Regions from separate parts of the Mus musculus genome. Here region 1 is linked to region 2. A link is a contact called in public Hi-C data. All regions are on one chromosome and are shown on one strand. Each heading gives the region's core, a stretch centred on a gene start, on an enhancer-like site or on the middle of the called end of the contact. The rest is flanking DNA. Distances are from core to core; before and after follow the strand shown.

Evidence for each region. A called contact is a pair of places that touch in the nucleus more often than the background predicts.
Region 1: a contact with region 2 is called in a Hi-C map of bone marrow-derived macrophages, with 67 read pairs. The contact joins the enhancer-like site here to the promoter of Tnip1 in region 2. A contact is called at or near these places in 5 of 39 promoter capture datasets (3T3-L1-derived adipocytes, the C10 cell line, the HPC-7 cell line and 2 more), 1 of 15 datasets of contacts at CTCF or cohesin (CD8 T cells), 25 of 484 Hi-C or Micro-C datasets (the C2C12 cell line, CD8 T cells, ECoMG-derived neutrophils and 20 more), 17 of 115 datasets of contacts at active chromatin or transcription factors (the HPC-7 cell line, the SCID.adh cell line, bone marrow-derived dendritic cells and 10 more) and 4 of 9 other capture datasets (adipose tissue, liver, macrophages and 1 more).

The regions. Positions count from the first base shown.
Region 1 is chr11:54,882,866-54,890,029 of GRCm38.p6, reverse strand. No RefSeq gene overlaps it. Among named protein-coding and RNA genes, the nearest start is that of Gpx3, 16 kb to the left of the region's middle. RefSeq lists an enhancer at 5,873-7,164. Within about 2 kb of position 4,884, at least 114 of the 459 cell types and tissues checked have an H3K27ac peak or open chromatin away from gene starts, as enhancers often do. A contact at or near this core is called in ECoMG-derived neutrophils, the HPC-7 cell line, the SCID.adh cell line and 13 more, where this site is marked.
Region 2 is chr11:54,957,319-54,964,329 of GRCm38.p6, reverse strand. Tnip1 (TNFAIP3 interacting protein 1) reads left to right here and starts at 1,390. Exons shown (of 19, transcript NM_001199275.2): 1 at 1,390-1,497.

The DNA of each region.
Region 1 (7,164 bases), core at 3,635-6,134, 78 kb after region 2:
GGTCTCATATTATCTAGCCTAGACTTGACCTCAAAGTCCTACCTCTCCTGCCTCAGGTGCCCTGGTTACAGGTATGCCCCAGTCTCAACCTGTGCTTCTAGTGTGTTTGCTTGCTACAGGATTTCATGGTCAGGTTGTGTAGACGAAACTGGTCTTGGACTATTCATCCTTCTGCCTCCACTTCCCCAGTCTTTGTTTCGTGCTGTGTCTAAAAGATAAATTGCTACCAGCTATACAGTTTGCTTATCTGATAGGAAAGTTTTGTCAAATAACAAAATCATAATGACTTGGTCTCATGATCTTAATTGGTTTTGTTTTCTACTCTAGAATTAGACAGCACTTCATTCCATGAAATAAGGCATTCTGGTGAACTAAGAGGGGGGAGCTGGGTTTTATGAACAAGGAACGGCTGAGAAAGCAGAAACAAAGGCCAAGAGTGGGCTGGTGCTAAGAGACTCTCCTTCTGAGGAGAGCATGGAGACCAAGCTGGTGTGCTGATTGGTTAGCACCAGTTCTGTTTGTAAGGATCAGGCAAGGGGCTTCCTTATCACACAGACTGAAAATGGCCTGTTTCAGTCTTCCTGCCTCAGCCTCCCTGAGACATAGGATCTCAGGCATGTGCCTCTTCACCTAGCTATCTGCCTCCTGATTGATTATTTGTCTATTCATTTTTTCTCTATCTATCTATCTATCTATCTATCTATCTATCTATCTATCTATCTATCTGTGGTCATCTGAGACAGGATCTCATTATGCTGCTCTATAAATATTTTTAAAGATTTGTTTTACTCTCCGCATATGAATGTTTTGCCTATATGTATGTGTCTGTGTACCATGTGTGTGTCTGGTGCCCATAGAGACCAGGAGAGGGCATCAGATCCCAAGGTACTGGACTTAGATAGTTGTGGGCTGCCATGTGGGTGCTGGGAACCCAGGTCTTCTGCGAGAGCAGCCAATGCTCTTAACTTCTGAACCCTTTTTCCAGCACCGGCTTTCTGATGTCTTAGCCATTCTTCTCAGCCTGAGACGCCATTTTGTTGTGGCCCAGGTCTGGAACTTCAGCTAAAACAAAGACCTTTTATTGTTCATTTTTGGTGCCTTCTTCCCTGTGTCTCTCACCATCTTTCAGTCGTTCATGTTCCTCTGTCCAAATCAAGGTCCTTAGCTATGTACAGTGTACACATCAATAACCCAGCACTCTGGAGACTGAGATGGAAAACTCATGGCAGGCTCAAGGCCAGCCTGGGCTATAGACTAAGTTCCAGGATAGCCCTTGTATCAGAACAAAACAAACAAATCAAGGTCTGCCCAAAGCCTGGGAGGATCAGAGCCATGGGCCAACAGCTTTACTATTAGATTCTGGCCCTCCTTGTCTGCCCTCAGGAATAGTTGCTGCTTCCTGCCTCGGCAGTGAGGACAAATGGCTCAGAGGTAGGGTCCCCCAGAGGACAGGACCTGCTTTCATACAGGGTCTTGTCTCTCTCCTGGTGGCTTATGGGAAGGTTAGGAAGATGCCCAGGAGTCCAGGCTGGCCCATTGCTGTTCTCTGCTGAGCCATCTCCCTTATACAAATATAAGATGTATGCAGGACATGGCAGGACTCAAGCCTCGAGGTGTGGCATAGAAACACTGGTTCTGGCTTCTTAGAATAGTGGATCTCCTGTCTGGTGGTTTCATCTTCTCGTGTCTATAAAAAAGGGGTTTTGTAGTGGCCAAGCTGGTGCGTTACATGGGGACTGCCATGGATTGATCTGGAATGTCCCCAGTGGTCACAAGTTTTGAACACTTAGTCCCTAGCTAATGGTGCTATTTTGGGAGGTTCTGGAAGCTTTAGAAAGCGGAATCTGTCTGAAAGAAGTGGATCGCTGGGAATGTCCTCCCCAGCTGTTTCCTGTCTTGTTCTCTGCTTCCTGGTTGACCATAACGTGAGCAGCTGTGCTCTGCAACAGTCTCACCACCATGACGTTCTGCCCAAGTGCTTGAGACTTAGTGACCCTGGACTGACTCCCCGAAACAGTGTGCTAAGATGATGCCTTCCTTTCTTGAGCCACTGTGGTATTTGAATGAGAATGGCTCTCATAGGCTCAGATATTTGAATGTTTGGTTCCCAGCTAGTGGAGTTTGGGAAGGATTAGGTGTGGTCTTGGAGGAGGTGCGTCACTGGGGATGGGAGGTGGGCTTTGAGGGTTTAAACCCATGCCAGGGGGCTGGAGAGATGGCTCAGCAGTTAAGAGCACTGACTACTTTTTGCTCTCCCAGAGATCCTGAGTTCAATTCCCAGCAAACACATGGTGGCTCACAACCATCTGTAATGGGAGCCGATACCCACTTCTGGTGTGTCTGAAGACAGCTACAGTGTACTCATATACATAAAATACGTAAATCTTTAAAAAAATAAAACATGATGACAAGCCTAGTCTCTCTCTCTCTCTCTCTCTCTCTCTCTCTCTCTCTCTCTCTCTCTCTCTCTGCCTGCAATCAGGGTGTAACTCTTAGTTACTTCAGCACCATGCCTGCAGGCCTTCCACCTTGCTTCCAGCCATAATGATAAGGGATCAGTCTCCAAAACTGTAAGCAAGCCTCCATGAAATGCTTCCTTTCCTAAGAGTTGCCTTGGTCGTGGTGTCTCTTCACAGCAGTGGAACAGTGACTAAGACAGCTGTTTCCCAGGTATTTTGTCACAGTGTTGAGCGAGAACTAACACAAGGAAGGATTTGGCTCTGGACGTGGGATACAGTCCCTCCAATTTACATGGTTATGACTGGTCAAGATGACGGTGACGGGGCTGAGGATGTAGTTCAGTTGGTAGGATGCTTGCCTGACATGCACAAAGCCTGTGTTTGATCCCAAGCATGATATAAACCAAGTACGGTGGCACATTGCCTGTTATTCTAGCAGAAACAGGTGGATCAGCAGTTCAAGGTCACACTCAGCTACACTTCAAATTGGAGGTATTATCCTAAGCTACCTAAGACCCTGCCTCTAAATAAGTGCCCATGATGGTTTTTATGTGGACACAAAACAATTATCAGCTCAACAAGAATAAGATAGAATTTATTCTTATGCCAATATGAATGGCTCTGGCTAAGATTCAAGTTGCCCTAAGTAACATGTCCCTCCTTAGTAGTAGTTTCATGAGAGTTCATTAGTTATAGACCAAAGAAAGTCATAAGTCAAGGCTTTACCAAACATTCTAGAGAGGTTCCAAGCCTTTTGAAAAAGGTAGCCAGTGCTCTTAACTACTAAGCCATCTCTCCAGTCCTCATTTTTTGGGGGAAGGGGAGAATTTGGGGATATTTATTTGTTTGTGACAGTGTCCCTAATGTAGCCCTGCCTAGCCTGGTGCTTATTATATAACCCGTGCTAGTCTTGAACTCACAAAACTCTGCCTGACTGTACCTCCTAAGTGCTGGGTGCTGATTTACAATGAAGGAAGCAGGCATAGAGAGGTTCAGTAAACCTGGCTTCTCGGTAATGGAGATGGGATCTGTCCTAGTTAGCTTTAACTGTCCATCAAGTTGACACAGACTGAGATAACTGATCTGAGAAGGAGCCTCAGTTGAAGAATTTTCTAGATCAAATTGGCCTGTGGCCATACCTGTGGAGGATTGTCTTAATCTTTGATGCAGGAGAGCCCAGCTCACTGTGGGCAGCACCACCCTTAGGCAGGAGGGCCTGGGTTGTATAAGAAAGTTAGTTAGACCCTCAGGGTGAAGCATCAAGCAGCCTTCCTCCTTGATTTCTGCTTCAAGTTCCTGCTTGAGTTCTTACCCTGACATCACTCATTGTTGGATCATCAACTGAAGTATCAGACAAACAAACCATTTCTTTCTTTAATTTGCTTTTGGTTAGAGTGCTTCTTCATTGTTGCAGACTTTGAGACCACCGGGAGAGACCACCTGAACTCTTATCAAGTTTTAATTAGCCAAATTTTATTAAAGCTGCAACTAACCACAATCTCCTTGGATGGATTTAAGACTGCAACTTTTTAAAGGCTACATCTGCTCCTGGGGACCTTCAGTTCTGCTGGCATGGGACAACATCCTAGGCCGGTGTTTTGTATTGTCTTATCAGCCTCAGGTTGCTCACAGGGCTGGCCTCAGCCCTCTAAGATGGAGTCCTCAGCTACTATATCATAACAGAAGAAGAACAGGCTTCCATCTTGGAGAGCTCACTTTGTGCCCTGCATTTGTAGTCCAGACAACGGAGGGGACTTGCCTGCCATTCACATGGTAGTTTCTTACCGTTAAGGCAATGGAAGAGCCAGACAGAAGTCCAGAAGAAGCCAACAAGCAAAGTATCTATGCCCTCCTGTTCTACACTGTTCCTCCACCCCAACCTACCCTCCAGATGATAGGATCAGTTTATTAAAAAGCAGAGAGCCCTAGGGCATGGCCTTGTGGGAACGTGCCAAGGCCAGCCTGACCCCATCAGAATCAGTTGTCTTGAGCTTGAAGCCTGGCTTTTTGGTCCATCCCCCAAGGCAGTAAAAGGGCAATCAGCTTAACATGGCCAGCAGTGGCAATGGGGACAAGTTTGGAGAAGACAGGCAGGGAAGGGAAAGGATTTCTCCTTAGAGGGAAGGTTAGGGTGAAGGATAATAGGAGAACCAAGAAAACTGAAGCTCAGAAAGATCAATTGCCCACTCAGAGGTACCAGGTGCAGGTCCTCTGGAAAGGCATCCTTGTCCACTAGAGAAGATAGGGGGTGCAGGGAGGGGGATGGGCAGGAGAGTGGAGAGGGAGAGAGGCAGACATTGTAAAAAGAAGGAAAACGTGTGGTTCTTGGTGCTCTGCCCAGCAAGGGCCGTGTGTTCAGAGCTGTCCCCTCCCAGGAGGCTCACTGGAGAAGGGGCGGGTGTTTATGAAGAGCCTGACTCCAGGAGCAGCATGACCTCCTGGCCTGTCCCTGCTGGTTGCTGCCCCGTGACTGCTCCTGGCTATAAACAGCCTGTTTATTAAACCGCAGGAAATTGGCCCCTCCACCACTTGAGCAATTTGAGAGAACAGGAGGTTCCTGGTCAAGAATTTACAAACTGGGAGGGCTGGCTGCTGGGAGCCTATGGTGCTCAAAGACCTGGCTTGAAAGGGCTTTGGGGAGAGTGCCCTCCGTCCGCTCCTCTTGCAGCCTTGCTTAGGGCTTCCCAAACCCTGGAGGCCCTCAAGAGTCAGAGGTGGCCCCTTGAAGGCTATTACGTTGACTTACCTCTTTATTTGGTCAAATAGCCCCATGATTAGAGCACTATAGTGACATCAAATGAGAAGAGAGATTTCAAAAGCACTTGGAGGGAGGCAGGAAGAGCTAGCGCCTGAAAAGTGCTTGTCTTGCAAGCTTGAAGACCAGAGTTCAATCCCTAGAGTGCTCTCGTTCTCTCTCTCTCACTCTCTCTCTCTCTCTAAAAGCTGGGGGTGGGGGTTGTAGAGATGTCTCAGCAGTTAAGAACACTTCCTGTTCCTGTTTTTGCAGAGAATCTAGGTTCAGTTCCCAGTACACACAGGGCAACTCAAACTGTCTCTAACTCCAGCTCCAGGGGATCCTCAATGCCCTCTTCTGTGTTTGGTAGGCACCAGGCACTTGCATGCACACAAAATGAAAAAAAAAAAAAAAAAAAAAGACGGGTGTGTGGCCCACATCTGCAGTCCCAACACTGAAGAGGCAGAGACAGGCAGATCCCTGGGGCTCACTGACCATCAGCCCAGCCATCTTGAAGAGTTCATCTAGGCCTTGCTTCAAAACAAGGGAGGGCTGGCAAGACAGCTCAGTGGGTAAAGGCACTCGTTGCCACAGATCTGAGGAGAGCTTGATTCCCAACCTGTATGTCGAAAGGAGAGAACTGACTTGTGGACATAGTCTTCTGACCTGCATTATGGTCTCGTGTACATGGATCAGGGCACTCCCCTCCAAAAAAAAAAAATACATATATATAAAATTGTTTAAAAGAAAAAGAAGGTGAACTACACTTGGAAAGTAGCACTTGAGGTTGTCTTCTGACTTTCACACAGCTCGGCGCAAATGTATAACACCACACACACACACACACACACACAGAGCACAGGACCTGAGTCCTGTCTGGTTCAGCCGATCACTTACTTCTCCCCATAGCCAATCACTCAGGACAGAATCACTTAGGAGATGAGTGCGTTGCCACGTAGTGTGTCCTTTTTGTCCTTACCTTATGGCTTTGTGTGACCTCAAGGCCACCACACCAAGCTTCTCCGTTACACGCTTGTGCTCCTGTGCCTGGAGGATTCCCTGAGATGCCGGGATTGACATGAAACCCGGTACCTCTGCTGAACAGTTGAGATTTGGCAGATCCATGCTGGATATCCTTTGAGAAACCGCGTAAAAGTGCTCCCAAGGAACCTACCAACTTTAAAGGCACATGGTTGACACTGCTATAGAGAAAGGCAGGCTGACAAAACAAAACCAAAAAAGCATGAAGTGGATTTGTTTGATCAAAGTTTCACCTGACACATGGTCTTTAATATCAAAGACCAGAGACTCCAGGATAGCTGTCTGTGTTTGTACTGGGATTGCCACTGGGGATGTGACTCGGTTGGTACAGTGCATGCATAAGACCCTGGGTTTGATCCTCAGAACCTGATAAAAATGGATAGTGGTACTCACCTGCTCTAGGGAGACAGAGGCAGGAGGATCTCTGAGTTCAAGGCCAGCCTGGTTCTAAATATCCAGTTCCAGGACAGCCAGGGCTACACAGAGAAACCCTGTCTCGAAAAATCAAACACAAAACCAAACAATAACGACAAAAATGATTTATTGGTTTTTAAACAGTGATTGGAAGGCAGACTTGGTGGCTCAGGCCTGTAACCTGAGGCTCAGGAGGCAGAGGCATTGTAATAGTAAATTCAAGCACAGCCTGGGCTGCATAGTAAGAAGAAAAAGAGGGGAGCTGGGCTAAGAATTGTTTTGAACAGGGATGGCAGATTGCTGGAACTGGAAGGGTGAAATGGGAGGACGTGGGAAACCACAGGGGAAAACTCTGGGGAGTGAATTTCTGGGAAAGGGAGGGCATGTCTAAACCCGAGAATTAGACGGAAAATCAGGATATTTACCACTTGGGAAAAGAACAGCACAAACAGCGTCTCTAATTCCGTGGTGAGACATGACCTCCCAAGGACACAGGCATTGCGCCATAATTGAAAG
Region 2 (7,011 bases), core at 141-2,640:
TTTGGGTGCTGGGGCTCAAAATCAGTGAGCACTTTACCCACTGAGCTATTTCCTCATTTCCTCAATTATTGCTTTTATTTAGGTTTAGTTAATTTACATTTGATCCACCATATGTGGATAATGGTCACTCAGTTGGATAGGACAGTCCTGAACTAGGGATAATCAAGAAAGCCTCTCTCACCCAGGTGGCCTCTTCCTATCTCCTCAGACATTTTTGTGGCAGGTAGTGAATGGCAGTGGGTAACTTTATATATGTAGTCAGTGGTTTACAAGGGGTGTCGACAAAGCATCTTTTGGCTTCTGGTACAGTTGCAGAAAGCAGACAGAGCAAGACTCAGTTTCCCACTTTGCAGTGGGTGTGACAGTGAGTGAGATGGGGGTCAGTGACACGTGCATGTGTGAGCAGTCATTTGTTGTGACAAAAGACTGACAAGCAGCATCTTAGAGGAGGGGTTTATGTTGGCTCCCAGTTTGAGGTGATACAGTCCACTCTGGTAGGAAGGCCTGGCAGTGTGGGAGTGGCTCTAAGCTGTGGTGGCAAGTGCATCCGGGGGCTCGCTCACATCTAGTGGATCAGGAAGAGCAGAGAAAGCAGAAAACAGTGCTTGAACAACCCTCTCCTGATCCCCACTTTTCATTCAGTCTGGAACCCCAGCCTCCCCGGACAGTGCTGTCCACATTCAAGGTGGGTCTTCCCTCTTTTGGAAAACCTCTCTGGAAAAGGCCTTACAGGCACACCCCAGGTGTATCTCCTCGAGACTTCTAAATCCAGTGAAGTTGATCATAGAGAATAACCATCACACAAAGCTCAGGAGGAAGTGGCATGCTCAGACTGCAGCTGGCAGGTTCAGAACGGGCCAAGGGTTTCCAAGTGTGGCTGGACATCCAAGTGAGACTCAGCAAGACTCAGCATCTGGGGAAGAATGAGAAACTTTTCCTCCTCTGGAGAGGATGCTTGGGAGCAGATGAGGCAGGAACAAGACAGGAGGACGTGAGCAGGATGCCTGGAGATTTCCCCAAGGCCACGCACACTGGAATCCCCCACTTTGAACAAAAGAGGAAACATATATCTCCAGGCCATCCCAGCAGGGCAGCCCAGGTGGCCTGTGTCCTTGTACCTGCCTTTGCTTGATTCCCAGCCCAGCTCAGGAGCCAGCAGGCTCTCAGCTCTTCTCCAGAGCCCCCTCCCCTTCCTGGAATCTACCACAAGTGACAGGCAGCCTGGGGAGCAACAGGTGGAGGCTGGCAAAGGGCCCTCTGCTCTGCCAGAGGCGGGATGGGGCCTCAGCTCGGCCTTGTGGGGCTGCCTGGTGGCTGGCTTCTCCATCATGGGGGAATTCCCCTCCTGCCTCAGAGTCAGCTCCGCCCAGCCCTCCTTCCTGCAGAAGCTCAGAAAGCCCAGCAACCTTCACAGGGACACAGGGAGGCATGGCCGCACTCACTGGGCACATCTTCAGATCACCTCGTGCATTCTCGGATGAGTGACCTGGGCTGAAGGTAGGTGTGACAAGGCAGATTCCAGGAGCGTCACACGGTAATGTCAAGGCCACCAGACCTTCCCAGCTGTGTGTCAGTAACTGCTTGGCCTCCTCTTCTCTGCCAGCTGGGGTCTTTTGCTCCCCAGCCTAGCTTGGTGGGCCCACCTAGGGCCTTGAATTCTGTGTCTCTGTTCTTCCCTGAGCCTCCTTTGCCCTCTGACCTCTGTCTCTCTCCCTCGTACTTGTTCTGACCAATCTTCTCTCCGAATGTCTGCAACTTTTCCAAAGGGAAGGAAAGAGAGACTTTCTCTTTTTCTGTACTATCCCTCTCTCTGAGGGGTGAAGGGGACTTTTCTCTTTCTTGTTCCCATATTTTCTTGTGTGTGAGAGGACATGTTTGCATTTGTGTCAGGCTCCCAGGAGCAGGTACATATATCGGTCCATGGGAGTGTTTATGTTTGTGGATGGTCTGGGTGTCTGTCTCTGTGTGAATGTGAATTTTGAGGGGGATGGTGTGGGATGAGCTGGGCAGTTTGGAAGTCTAAACCCAAACAAGGAAGGTTGGTGGAAACCCATCTTGCTCCCTGGGGGACACAATAGCTGTTGAGCCCCTCCTCAGCACTGGAATGAAGGAACCCCTCCCCTGTCTCCAGACTTCTTTGCTCTGAGGCCCACTGGCTCCTTCTGAGGGTGAACCTTTCACCGAGAACTTGAGGCCCTGGGAGTGGGGCCAAGGGCTGGCAGATGGTGGGGACTTCTTTTTTTGATAATAAGCAGTCCAGTTTTTCCGAAGCTGGTCAGAGGGCCAGCCTAGGGAAGTCCCTGGCTGGGGGAGGTAAGGGCCAGAGGCTGGGTCTGACTTTTGACAGTGACCTCTGGACTGCAGAATGAGGGAGGAATGTGGCGAGATTCTAGAAGACATGAGAAGGTATGGGGTAGATTGAGAGAGAAATGCTATTGGGGCCTGGTAGGGCTTCCCAGGATTGGGCAATGTTCTGGTCCTATGGGTCTGCCTCCCTTAGGGACTAATCTCTTCCCACTTCCAGGAAGATGATGAGGAGCAAGCTAGGATCCCAGTTTGGAGCCAGCTTGATACTCTGATTTGGAGTCAGGCGGGCCAGAGGGAGAGAAGCCAGAGAAGGAAAGACCCAGGACTCCTCGAGACCGTGGGAGGGGCCTGGCAGGGCCAGTGTATGAGGAGCTGGGAATTTCCCTGGTGTCATTGTCCTAGAAACCAGAGAATAACAGGCAGGTTAGGGACACAGGAGAAAGAGCCGGGGAGGAGAAAGAGGAGGACAAGGCTGGCGAGGAAGCCAGCAGCCGTGGCCAGAGGCCACCTCCTCAGACAGCTCTCAGTGAGATCCAGGCAAAGTGAGCCCCAGCAGTAGGCCTGAGATCCCCTGAGAGAGGAAGATCCACACTCCCTGCTGCCCCAGACCACAATGACCATGCTTCTTATCACTAGGGCCATTTCTCTCTGTGTGTGCCACAAACTGGCCCTGCTGTTGTCCCCATAGCCTTGCTTAGAAAGCTAGGTTACAGACCAGGAGTGAGTGTCAGGGTCAGAATCAAAGCCCAGACTTCAGGAGGTGGGAGGTGTCCTGGGAAGAGGGCAAGTTGTGAATGCAAATGCTTTCCTTCCTCTTGAGAGGATGACTGGGGGATGCAGAGATGGCTCAGGGGCTAAAGGAGCTTGTTGCTAAGTCTGACAACCCGAGTTTAATCCCTGGGACTCATGTAGTAAGAGAGACAGGACTCCTACATACAGTCCTCTGAGCTCCATTACATGTGCTGTGACATGTGCTAGGGAGACATACACACATGATACACACTTGTAATAAATAAATAAATAAATAAAAATAAATGTAAAAGATGATGCATGAACACAGAAAAAAACTGTGGCCTTCATAGCCTAGGAAGGTAGGTAGAATTAAAAATGCCTTTTTAGGCTGAGGGGAGCTGAAACTACAGACTCAGTTAATTTAGTGCCATTGTTGATGTTGTTGTTGTTTGTGTATGATTTGATGAGAAGGGGTTGCTTTGAGACAGAGTCTCATGTAGTCCAGGCTGGCTCTGGATTCTTGGTCTTGATGCTTCTGCCTCTGTAGAACTAAGATTGGGGCAGTCATCCAGTTGACATGCCATTTTTTCCTTTTCTTTCTTCTTTCTTCTGGCTGGGTCTCATGTATCCCAGGCTAGCCCCAAATCCCCTATGGAACTGAGCCTGACCTTGAGTTTCTGATCCTCTAGCCTCCACCCCTTGACTGTGGGGATTACAAATGTGTGCCATCACAGGCGGTTCTCTGAGGTACTAGGGATGGAATCCGGGTCTTGAGTAGGGTGGGCCAGCACCGTCTGTAATCGTCACCAGCACTCAAATCCCATTTCAGTCAGGGTCACATGTTTGTCATTCCTTATCTCTGTTAACCATCACCCAAATCTCCCTTTCTGATAATCACACACCCAAGAGCAGAAAGTACCTAGAATCCACACAGGGTTTTGTGTTCCGAGGTTGCCTCGGGCTGAGAGTCCAGGAAGAGATCCAGGATTGCTAAATGCTCCCACCCCCACCTCTCAGGTCCACTCTCCCCCAGCCCAGGCTCCTTATCTTCCACTCTAAGACAATAAGGCTCATACTTCTTTGATTCAAAATTCTATTTCCAGCCTGGGAATGAACCTTAGCTCAGTAGGCAGAGGGTAGCCTATCACACACAAAGCTAAGTCCCCAGGAGAGTTGAAAGGAGATGTGGGGCTACATCCCAGAACTCAGGACAGGGAGTCGTGAAAACCAGAAGTTGAATGTCTTCCTCACTAGAGAGTGATTTTGAGGCCAACCTGGGCTACATGAAACCCTGGCTCAAAAAAGTAAAGAAGGGGTGATAGAATAGCTCAGTCAGTAAAGTGGAGGACTTGAGTTTGACCTCCAGAGCCCACATAAGAAAAAGCCGATTGCAGTGATCCACACTTTAGTCCCACCCAGCACATGGGTGGAGGATTAGGGGGAGTGGAGATAGAGATGAGCGAATCTCCAGGGCTTGCTGGCACCAGCCTAGTCTAATTGGTGAGCTAAAGGTCCTAGCAAGAGACCTTGTCTCAAAATACAAGGTGGAAGGCTCCTGAGCAATGACACTCAGGTTGACCTCTGGCCCCCACACACCTGTGTGCTGCCCCACATACACATGCATACTCGAGTATACACACACACACACACACACACACACACACAGAGGCAAACAGCTGTGCTTTCCATCAGTTGGGGTGTGTATCAAAAGAGAGATGCATGGGAGCCCAGGCACTGACATCAGTATTAACCTAAAATTCAGGGTCATACCTGCCAGAAAATAACTAGACTTGCACTGGCCCTAAGAGCAGCTCCTATCCACAAACAGCAGTCATCTTTCTTCCCTCTTGTTCATATTTCAATAGCAAGTTTCATTATTTATTGTGAATAAGACTGGGGGTTTGATAATTTCTGAAGACCATTTTAAGGCTGGCATTCTGAGTTCTGTGTCCTGTTAGCTGGTGAGATGTGGTGATACGATGCATAAGAGCCTGACCTGGCTCTGTATGAACTTCTGAGAGCATCCATCTACCTGATCTTCACAGACTGGATGGGAGATGAATTGTGTAAAAGTGCAGGCCTAGCACACACTCCATGTTCTCCCTCTCCCTCTCTCTCTCTCTTTGTGTGTATTGTTCTGATTGTATGCCCATATGTGTGGGTGGATACACACGTGCCTAGAGTCCAAAAGAGGACATCATGTACCCTGATTTATCATGGCCTGCCTTCTTCCTTTGAAACAGGGTCTCTCACTGAACCTGGAGCTAGGCCAGTTAAGCCACAGCAATCCTCCTGCCTCCACCCTCCCCACCCCAACAGCACACACACAGTCACACCTGGCTTTTTATGAGTGCTGCTGTATTCACAGCAGGTCCTCTTCTGCAGCAAGGGTTCTTGCTCTCTAGTCCTTTCTCCGCCCCTTCACGTTATCTTTTAAATGCTTTACTAGCACAGCCTCCACTTCCTCCTTCTGCCACGTGACTAGACACTGTCTTTTCAAGGTATGTTTTTAGAAGTGTGCCCTTGGCTCCTCTGGAGCCTCCCTAGTAGAGGTGGTAGAGGAGGGAGTGGCAGAAAGAATGGGAGACTGTCTGCTTCAACACAAAGCAAAACAAAACCCAGGCAATGTGGCTCTCCTCCCAGGTGGGGCCTTTTTAAGGGTGCTTGTTGACACTCTAGAGGAGTTGGTGGTTGCCACCTACTTGAGTCACCCAGCTCCCAACTTGGAAACTCCCTTCCAGGCTACAGGGTGACAGAGGATGGCAGGCTAGGGCCACCTGCCTCTCACCAGATCCATGTCCCAAATCTAGGGGATGGAATCAGAGAAGGCAACGTTGCTGGGTTTAGCAGTGAGGTCTAGCGATTCGTGTAACCCACATCTGGCATTTTTTAGATGCCTACTGTGTTCTGAGGATCTGTCTATATCATATTTGTCTTCACAAACACTTGAGGGGGAGATACACTTATCCTCATTTTTTTTTTCAGAGCTTCTGTAACTGAGAAAGATGCGGAGGTAAAGTTAAAGCATGCTGGAAGCCCTGCGTTCACTCTCCTGTGCTACAGAAACAGGGCAGTGGTGGCGCATGTCTGTAATCCCAGCACATGAGAGGTAGGGGCAGGAAAGTCAGGAGTTCAAAGTCAACCTAAATAGAAAGATAGAAAGTTTGAGGCCAGGGAAGGAGAGGAAGAGAGAGAGAGAGAGAGAGAGAGAGAGAGAGAGAGAGAGAGAGAGAGAGAGAGAGAGCGCAATTCTGACTACTGATAAAAGGTAGGCAGGACCGGGAACCAAGGACCTGTGTTCTGGTTTTGGTTGTGTCAATGTGTGTGGCCTTGAGCAATGCTTAGGTTTCCGCCATCTCAGATGGCACAGTGTTCTGGAGTGAAACCAAGTCTTACAGGGACAAGAAGGGTAATGCCCTTGAATGGATGAATGCATGACTGGAATTGATAAGAAAGTTCTGGGTATGAGGCCAGCCTGGTCTACAGAGTGAGTTCCAGAACAGCCAGGGCTACACAGAGAAACCCTGTCTTGAAAAAACCCAAAAAAACCAAACCAAAACAACAACAACAACAACAACAACAACTTATCATCTCCTCACTTGAGGCTCAGGCAGGAGGATGGAAGTCTAGACCAGTTTGGGCTACATGGTGAGGCCCCTCACCCACCCACCTCAAGAGAATCACCCACTTGTAGCAATCAGTTTTCTCCTCCCTTCTTGTGGGTCCCAGGGATTGAACTCAGGTCCTCAGGCTGATCACCAAGCACCTTTACCTAACTCTGCCTCATCTCACTGGGCCCTCAGTAATGTTTTAATGTGGTGGTGTGGTCCTCTTGCCTCTGCCTCCTGAGTGCCAGGGTTAAAGGCTACAGAGAAATCAAGGGCATTTGGGAGAATGAGATGCCCAACTTTCTGAGGTCAAATATCTTATAAAACAGTATGTAATCAGAATGGAAAATATTGGAGACTTTTT